Regions from separate parts of the Salvelinus alpinus genome. Here region 2 is linked to region 1. The links are chromatin contacts, called in public Hi-C maps. All regions are on one chromosome and are shown on one strand. Each heading gives the region's core, a stretch centred on a gene start, on an enhancer-like site or on the middle of the called end of the contact. The rest is flanking DNA. Distances are from core to core; before and after follow the strand shown. Region 1 holds the start of LOC139554497 (protein argonaute-3-like). Region 2 holds the start of LOC139554265 (histone-lysine N-methyltransferase 2B-like).

The links. Hi-C and Micro-C count contacts between places; a contact is called where the count stands out from the background.
Region 2: a Hi-C map of red muscle shows a contact between it and region 1, with 8 times the contacts expected there. The contact joins the promoter of LOC139554265 here to the promoter of LOC139554497 in region 1. A contact is called at or near these places in 2 of 3 Hi-C or Micro-C datasets (muscle and red muscle).

The regions. Positions count from the first base shown.
Region 1 is chr26:5,198,091-5,202,596 of SLU_Salpinus.1, reverse strand. It overlaps LOC139554497 (protein argonaute-3-like), which reads left to right and starts at 2,527. Exons shown (of 19, transcript XM_071367324.1): 1 at 2,527-3,066. The coding sequence starts at 3,048.
Region 2 is chr26:5,566,368-5,571,011 of SLU_Salpinus.1, reverse strand. LOC139554265 (histone-lysine N-methyltransferase 2B-like) reads left to right here and starts at 2,520. Exons shown (of 37, transcript XM_071367025.1): 1 at 2,520-2,946. The coding sequence starts at 2,644. It overlaps LOC139554266 (zinc finger protein 16-like), which reads left to right. Exons shown (of 5, transcript XM_071367026.1): 5 at 1-1,601. The coding sequence ends at 573.

The DNA of each region.
Region 1 (4,506 bases), core at 1,278-3,777:
GACAGAAGATCACACCACACACGGACCAAGCAGCGTGTTCAAGAGGAGCAGGGATCCTGGGCCCGGAAGAAAAGAGAGTGGAGGACATCCTGGACCTGGGAGGAGGTAATGTCAGGGGACAAGACCCTGCCATGGAAGCAGGCGGAGGCCCCGAAAGAGGAACGGCGACGATACGAGGGGACCATCCTCCTGGTCAATCTATGTCATGGAAAGAGCAGGTGTGCTTTATGTACTTAGTGTATATAAAATGTGATACATAACTTCATGGGCGTCACAAAATCATATACTAAAATATGAAAATTATGCTTGTCATGTCTCAAAATCAATATCTACCTAGCCTCTATATTGTTTTATGTCCTCTGGATTCAAGAAAAAAAAAGAGTTTAATGGTGAGCCTGTCAGTTTGCCTTAATTCTCGCACAGCATCCAGCTTAGCTGACGCAATGCCATTTTCCTGATTTTTTTTTTAGCACTTTTTTTCCTCTGGTCTACATTGATTTAGTCATCCTAATCTTGACCATTCGACAAGGGTAAAAACTCCAATAACTTTTGAACGGATTATGGTAGAGACATGAGGTTTGGACCATTGGTTTTCTTGGAGTGGTATCTTCTCAACTGTATTTTTTGATTTGACACCCTATGAAAAATAAACAAATAAATCACATATCGTATAGAAATACTTTAAATTATTCTTTGTATGATCATTTGTATAAAATATATCGATAACTGTGCACATTTTCTCACCCTAATTATTCATTAACAAAGTGTACAGGATAAGTGTATAGGATAGGACTAAGTCTTTTACGCTACTGCTACTCTCTGTTCATCATATATGCATAGTCCCTTTAACCATATCTACATGTACATACTACCTCAATCAGCCTGACTAACCGGTGTCTGTATGTAGCCTCGCTACTGTATATAGCCTGTCTTTTTACTGTTGTTTTATTTCTTTACCTACCTATTGTTCACCTAATACCTTTTTTTGCACTATTGGTTAGAGCCTGTAAGTAAGCATTTCACTGCTGTTGTATTCGGCGCACGTGACAAATAAACTTTGATTTGATTTGACTCATATTCTGAAGGACTCCAAAAATGTGGGAGCCTAGTGGAGTTTGGAGAACTTACAGTTTGGCTGAGGAGTGCGACGTTTCAGTAAGGTAAAATGGTAGAAGTTCGAATCAATTCAGCGTGTCGAGCAAAGTTGATGAAGATGAAAGTCCTGAATGGACAACTGTAGGGTCGAAAACTGGAACAAAAAAGGAAATTGTCTGAAATTGGAGTGGAAGATAAGTCTGTGAATGATAACGATTCGCTTCTTGTTGGGATGCGCTTGTTGAGTAAGGATGCCATATGTGGGAAACCTGTTTGAGGTGTGAATGCGCTGGGAAAAGTGGAGTCTGTCTGAGTGACCAGGAGTGGTCTTATTTTGATTGACTGTATTCATGAAAAACACAGGAAGATTGCAGTAGGCCTCAAAAGAATCGAGACAACAGAAGTTTCCTGCTTTGAACTTCGGAGTAGAGCACCCGTCAAAGGAGTCACCTCAGGGGTGACAACAGATGTTCAGGAAGAGATTTCCTGGTGTGGTTGGTGCCAGGCGTCTGACCCGCTGGGTGAATGACGAAAAATAAGAAAGTCAGTCGGCCCTGTTCTTTAAAAAAAAAAAAGAGCACCTACCTATGCATGTGAAGCTCAGTTATGTAAGATGTAAGAGCTTTTGTCCCCAAACCACTGCAGTGTAAGAACTGTAAAGGATTTGGCCATGTTTCAAGTGGGTGCAGACGAACAGATTATACTGAAGAACGGTGTGTAGAAGGACAACGGTGTTGCAATTGTGGTGGGGATCAGGATACCGAGTTCCCGAGTTCCGCCTCCGCATAGGAGATGCGGAGGCGATTCAATTCATTGAGAAAACAAGTGATGCTAGTGAAGATATGGTAGTGGATGCACCACAGCCTGTAGTAAATGTTTGCTGCCAGTCAAAAGATACCCAGTCTGTTAAAAAGGTGGATTTTGTGGCGTTCATTGCCACAGTTATAAACTGTACGGCTCAAGTCTCAAAGAAACTGGACATTATTGTGGCTGCGGCAGAAAAGACTTGCAGGGGGTACTTGAGCCAGAAGACGACACACTCTCCCAGGCTCCCCTTGAGCCTTTGTAAGGGATCCAATTTTTTATTTAAAACATTTTTTTACCCTCTTTTTCTCACCAATTTCGTGATATCCAATCACGATCTAATTACAATCTTGTCTCATCGCTGCAACGGGCTCAGGAGAGGCGAAGGTCGAGTCATGGGTCCCCCGAAACATGACAAGCGGACCCATGACAAGCCAAAGATTGTTTGATTTAGTTTATTTTTTGTAGTTTGGTTGTTTTTTTGTTATTGGTAGTTTGGCCGTTTTGGGGAATCCTGTTTCCATCCCGCACAGTAGGTGGCGGGATGTACATTAAATTGTGCAATCGCCAATATACCACAGAAGAAGACGATATCCGTGACCCGGAAAGTACTTAGTTAATCTTGCCCGCTTCACAGCGGTAGTACAGAGAACGCACCGGGGAGTGAAACACCAATTTGCCGGCAGAAGAACACCAAAAGGTTCACTTATATGGTCTGAAAAAACAAAGATGATGTTGATATTATCCTGGCAACTAATGACAAGGAGAAACCCTAAACGATCGAGATATAGCCTTAAAACCGTTCAGGAATAGGAGCAGTGGAGTATCCGAGGCTCTGAAATATTTTCTGGGACTTGAGTCTTTGAAAATATATATATATTGTCACCTGAGAAGAATTAGTGCTTTAACGAAAGGAAGGGGACACGTCGTTCAATTTGTGCCGGTTAACAACGGGGGCAATTTGGGAGGATCTCGGGTTAATTAAGCGGACACCACAGCGGCCCGTGCCCAAATCAGCGAGAGAAGCCGGGGTGTCGGCTTGATAGAGTGGTCGGGTGGAACGTCTCCAACGCTGAGGTAATAGCGTCAGACGAACAGGAGCTGCGTTGAGATTTGACCATTGGGAGCAGGGGACAGAGACCTCATGAATGGAAATCGGAACTTCAGGTATATTCATACACCTGTCTGTCAAACCCCTTATTCTTATTAAATTGTTGAAGTTTGGTGTTTAAGTTTTGTAGGCTGACTATCAGTTGCTATCCTTAAAGGATCCTTAAAGGATAGCATACAGTCAAAACCAAAAGAACCCGAGATCCTCCCAAATAAGCCTACCAATCAGATAATGCATGAAAATAAACACATCCAGGCCTTTCACTCTACTGTCTGGGTTAGAAAACGAATTTGGGTGACCAGACATACCATTGGTAAGATGATTTGCCGGATCAGCGTCTCGTCGGCAGCAACAAAAAAGTACTTCCGGGTCACAGAATTTGGGAACATTTCTAAATAAAAGTCCCCCACGTAATAGTAGAAACGTGTAAATAACCTGTATTTATTCATGATATGACAAATAATTGTCCAAACATTAACAATGATTCATATGTGTTCATATTTAAGAAATCATTTGCATTCAATTTGGGTTAAAAAAAAACATGTTTGAAGGTCAAATAAATCCCCTCAATGCGAATCACTGTATATGGTATACATATTGGCTTATAGAGCAAAAACTATTCTGGGTGCCGTAGTAAAAGTGTTATAGGGAATACTCAGTAGGGTCTGTAGATTGTATATACGGTGTCATTTCAAGGGATATGAATAATACGGAGTGTTGCTGGCCCTTTACTCCACCCGTTATATTGGCGGCCACAATGCAAATCACTATATAGAGCAAAACATATTCAGGGTGCCGCCGTAAAAGTATTGTAGGGAATACTTAGTAGAATTGTATATGTTGGTGTCATTTCATCGGGCTCTGAGTGTTGCTGGCCTTTTATGGATTGTTGCTGGCCTTACTGTGGTCAAATAGCTTAAAAATGGGCTGCCTGGACACTATACGGTACAAATATAGCACTGTACAGAAAACGTAGGGTAATAAATACTTAGAAGGATCTGTAGAATGTGTATATATGGTGTTATTTCATGGGGGACTGAGGTCTATATGCCCAGCAACACTTTCTACTCCACCCACTCAAATGGTCCCAATGCAATACACTGTAGGCCTATACATGTACATATTGGAGAAACTATTCAATGTTCAGAGGTAAAACTGTGGTTGGGAGTAGGCCTGTTGCGGTGACCGTATTACTGCCACACCGGCGGTCACGAGTCATGATGGCAGTCAAATTCCATGTGACCGTTTAGTCATGGTAATTAGGTTTCTCCAAGCTCTGATGCTGCTGATGGTCATTAGTAGCCTACCAAACTTGCTAACTGCCTGCTATTGAGCACTCTATTATCACTCTGACATCAATGCAGATGCATCCTCCATTCGCTATTTAAGTGCATAGATGACATGTACTTTTTTCCCGCTGCCCCTGTTTTGAGACCGGTGCATGGAAAGTAAATGTGGACAGTTCTTCCAATATCTTCAATATGCACCTCGGAATT
Region 2 (4,644 bases), core at 1,271-3,770, 370 kb before region 1:
AAGACTCATCGTTGTGGCAAGTGCGGCCGCAGGTTTGAGATGGAGGTGGAGCTTGTGCTGCACCAGGAGAACTTTGTGGGTCATCGGCATTGCGATGCAAAAGTCCCAGCCAAAAAACGCGGACGCCCTCCCAAGAAAGTGTCTGTGGCTGAGCCAAAGTCTGCTGAGCGAGAGGCAGCTAATGGAGAGAAGAGTGGGAAAGCTGACGATGGGGGAGAGGAGCTTGTGGCAAAAGGAGGGAAACGACCGGGTCTACCCCATAAGGAGGAGCTCCAAATTCCCTGTCCTGAAGCTGAGTGTGACCTCATGTTCTCCTCTGTTGCCCTTCTCCGGGCCCACAAGAAGGAGAAGCACAGGCGGCCACCTCCACCTCTCAAGACTCAACCCTGCTCTGAGTGTGAAGAGAGCTATGCTCGACCGGAGCAGCTCAAAGCCCACATGGCCATGGCTCACGGCTATGGCCAACACAACTGCCCCACCTGCGGCAAGACCTTTGGCCGGGAGAGCAACCTAAAGGCACACCAGAAGACCCACACTGAGGGAGAAGAGGCAACAGACAAAGAAAATAGATAATCTGGGGAATGTCATCATGGACAATTTATGTAATGGTTAAAGGTGCAATATGCAGAAATTGCTTACCATTTTCTGGTTGCTAAAATTATAATAGTTTGCCTCATTTTAGTTTGTGACAAAACAAGCAATGTATAGCATAGAGAATCATTCTACCATCTAAACCACTGTGAAATATATTGCCAGCTGTTTGAGGCTGGTGTACAAACCCAAAAGTAAAAGCCGCAAAACGAAACTTGAGGAAATCATAGAAATAGCGCACATAGAACAGATCTACTGCTTCTTAGACTTGCTTTTGATGAGTTGCTTGCTTTCTATAACTCATAATTCTATGTGAATTTGGTCGGGTTACCTAAAAAGTTACATGCTGCAGCTTTTAAGAGTTTGGAAAATATAATTTGGTTAAAACAGGTGTTGATGTGGGTGGGTTTTTTATGTTCAAGATGGGAGTTTGGAATATGTGACATACCATTATGGATAAGCACTCAGTTGGATCATTAGCTTGTTCCTGGTTGCTCCCACGGATTATTTTGAAGTGCTTTTAGAACCCTCTAATGATGTGTACATGATCGTGAATTTCAACTGCCAGCCCCCTTCCAGGGTATGAATCTATTTCTATATTACCTCAAATGTGAGAAGATTTAGTAACTTATCATATTTATTTTAGTAGGAAATCAATGGGTTTTATGGTTTACATTTTAGTCATTTAGCAGATGCTCTTATCCAGAGCAACTTACAGGAGCAATTAGGGTTAAGTTCTTTGCTCAAGGGCACATCAACAGATTTGTCATCTAGTTAACTCGGGATTCGACCTTTCAGTTACTGGCCCATCGCTCTTAATCGCTGGGCAACCTACCGCCTTCAACATTCCACTCATCATTTAGTTTACGTTCCTGTCAAGGCATCTTCTGATCATGTAAATGTATATATATTGGTCCGGAGAATATATTGTTCTGTGAAGGATGTCGTTGTTGTGATATGATCTTGTACTTTTTTCATCCATAATTAAATAGTAAGGAGTGATTTTTAAATTGCAGTCTGTAATTTATGTGAATTTGAGGTTATGGGAAACTAGTGTGTGAACCTGAAATTAATGGAAAAGATTAGTACTGAGTTAGATCTTTTCCATTCATTGAGGTTGTGGCAGAAGGAGCTAGTGAGGATGGAGAATGAGGAGGAAATCCAAAGGCAGAAAAAGGAAAAGATGAGAGATCAAGGATGAATGAAGGTGAAAGAAAAAGAAAAAAGCCTAAAATAAAGCAACTGCTTGTAGTTGAGAATGGGAAAGAGGAGAATAACACCTGGAACCAGCTAAGGAGTGAGCTGGAGATTAACCTGGCTAAGAGAAGTGGGGGAGAAAAGGAGACGGCTAAGGAGGGATGGTTCCAGGTCAAAACCATTCTGGAGAAGAACAGCAGAGAGAAAGGAAAGAGGGATGGTGCTGTGGAGGAGGAAAAGGTTTACGAGGGATTGGTCGAGAAACAGGATGGTGGGTAGTGCTGTTGAAGGAGATGGATACTCTGAGAGTCACCATATAAAAATACTGGCAGGTGTTGAGCCAAATGGAAATGAGTATCATGGAGAAGGAATGCAGAAAGAGATGGAATGACATCGATTTTGAGGGGTATTTTATATTGCTGTGATCACTTAAGATCCTCATTACAAATAAGAATCTGTGTCGTTACCTGCACAACAATATATACATATTATGGCAAAAAGGAGAGAAACAAGTGGACAGAAGGGAAAAAAACGGTCAAAGTTGCAAACATTTACTGCAAGTGGACTGAATACTGAATAATAATGTATATTACTATACATGTATGTTTATGTTCTTTTATTTCTTTTTAATACGTTTAAACTTAATTGAAATATATAACACGAATAAAACAAAATGTATATGTACTCCACATTCATAAACCCTCAAAAACAACGCTGAGAATTCTGAAATTACAACAAACTCGTTTTCCCATGATGCAATGGTATTTCCTTCCTATCTCGCGCCTTTCCATCTTGTTTCACCAGAAGCGCTACAGACACAGCGCACCACCACCGTTGTTGTTATAGTAGTGAATAATGGCGGCAGCGGGAGAGGGATTATCATCTCCCGCTAATGTCGCGGGTTCCAGCACGCCGGCCGTAGCCCGGGCCCGTTTCCCGGGCCGGCCATGGACATCTCGTATTCGGCTACGATCGGAGAAACGTCCGCAGCTGGGAAGGTTGGGCTCGGAAAGTGGAGGGATAGTCACAGGAGGCCGAAGGCCCATCAACATTGGACTAACGTTGAGCGAGGACCCGTCACTGCTGCGTTTACTCGGGATTGCTGATAAACATAGGCGCCAGAGAGACGCGGGTTTCTACTCAAGCGGGAGTGGAGAGGTGAGTTTCCAAGCCGTGCAACAGCCCCACACCACAGACCCAATTAACACGTGTATGTTCCACAGCCTTCGCTGTGTAATATAGATTATATTGAGAATCAAGTGTCTGTAACGTTCGTTACCTGGCTACAGTAGGTATCCAACTATACAATTGTTCAAACTTCAAATCTTGCTGAACCAGAATCTGGGTTTACAGGTGACGTTCTAGCCGTATTCAACGCCTCTTTTATAAATCCGGATTGTGGTTCAAATGTTTGCTAGTTACTGTACCAATCCACTGTACTCGGTGACAAGTAAACGTTAGTAGCTAACAGTGATAACATCTCCTGACAGCCTTCTGACTGACATTAACGTTACCAGGATCTTTGATAATCGATGATTTTAGGCGGTGAAATTCGTGGTAGCCAACATGACTCTGTCTGGATACAAGTTTTTCTGCCAATTGAACTAGCTATACTAAAACAATGTAGTTAGCAAGTGATGCTATCTAGATAGCAACTTTTGCAACACAGTCACATTTTCACACATCCACCATCACTCTACGTAGTATCAACACAATATAACATATTTGGTATCAACGTTGCCCCTGTTCAGTCAGATTATGCCATAGTATCTGTCATTTAGTCCACTCCCGACAGCCCCCATCGTAAGTGAAAGATGTCTGGCCCTGTGGAACAGAAACGATCTTGAGATATTCCACTGCATGCTTTAAGTGGGCTACACCAAAAGCTTGGCCCGTGTGTCATTTAAACTAAGAGCAGTTTGTTCTAGCACCATAGCCTACTAGTATTGACAGTTAATTTTTATGTGAGTTTGTAATCGCATTATCAATCAAATTGGCGCTCATGCCATGCTCACCACAACTAGGCTAATTGCTGCGTGACATGCCCCATTCGGCAAGCAATTTAGAACTAGTCTACTGAGACCAGTGGTCACCAACCATTTCTGAGTGAAGATTACTTTGAGTCAAAATGCCACCCAAGATCTACCGATCAGAATAGATTTTTTTTTACATGACTTAATTTAAAAAACGTAAGCCTATGCAACATTAACGTATTACAAGCATTACTCTAGCCATGAGGTTTGTGAATCTCATAGCAACAATTATGTGTTGCTAATATGACTAGGATTGTGCCTTTGGATTCTGGATAACGAAAGAGAGTTGATATGAAAATAGAATAGGAGAGCAATGCTGGTTAATTGCATGAGGAAGTCTTCATAAAATGCCTCCACGTTTCTACTGATGGATTTTAACTGCTTGAGGAAGTCTTCATAAAATGCCTCCACGTTTCTACTGATGGATTTTCGCAAGGCAACTTTGAAGAAAGGTAAAACAGGCCTCATTATTCAAATCAAGTCAAATTTTATTTGTCACATGTAAGGTCTACAGCAGGTGTACATTTCACCTTACAGTGAAATGCTTACTTACAAGCCCTTAACCAACAATGCAGTTTTAAGGAAATCCCTAAAAAAGTAAGAGATAGAATAACAAATAATTAAAGAGCAGCAGTAAATAACAATAGCGGGGCTATATACAGGGGGTACCGATACAGAGTTAATGTGTCAAAGTGCGGGGGCACCGGTATTGAGGTAATTATGTACATTGTAGGTGGAGTTATTAAAGTGGCTATGCATAGATAATAACAGAGTGTAGCAGCAGTATGGGGGTGGGGGGGGCAATGCAAATAGCCTGGGTAGC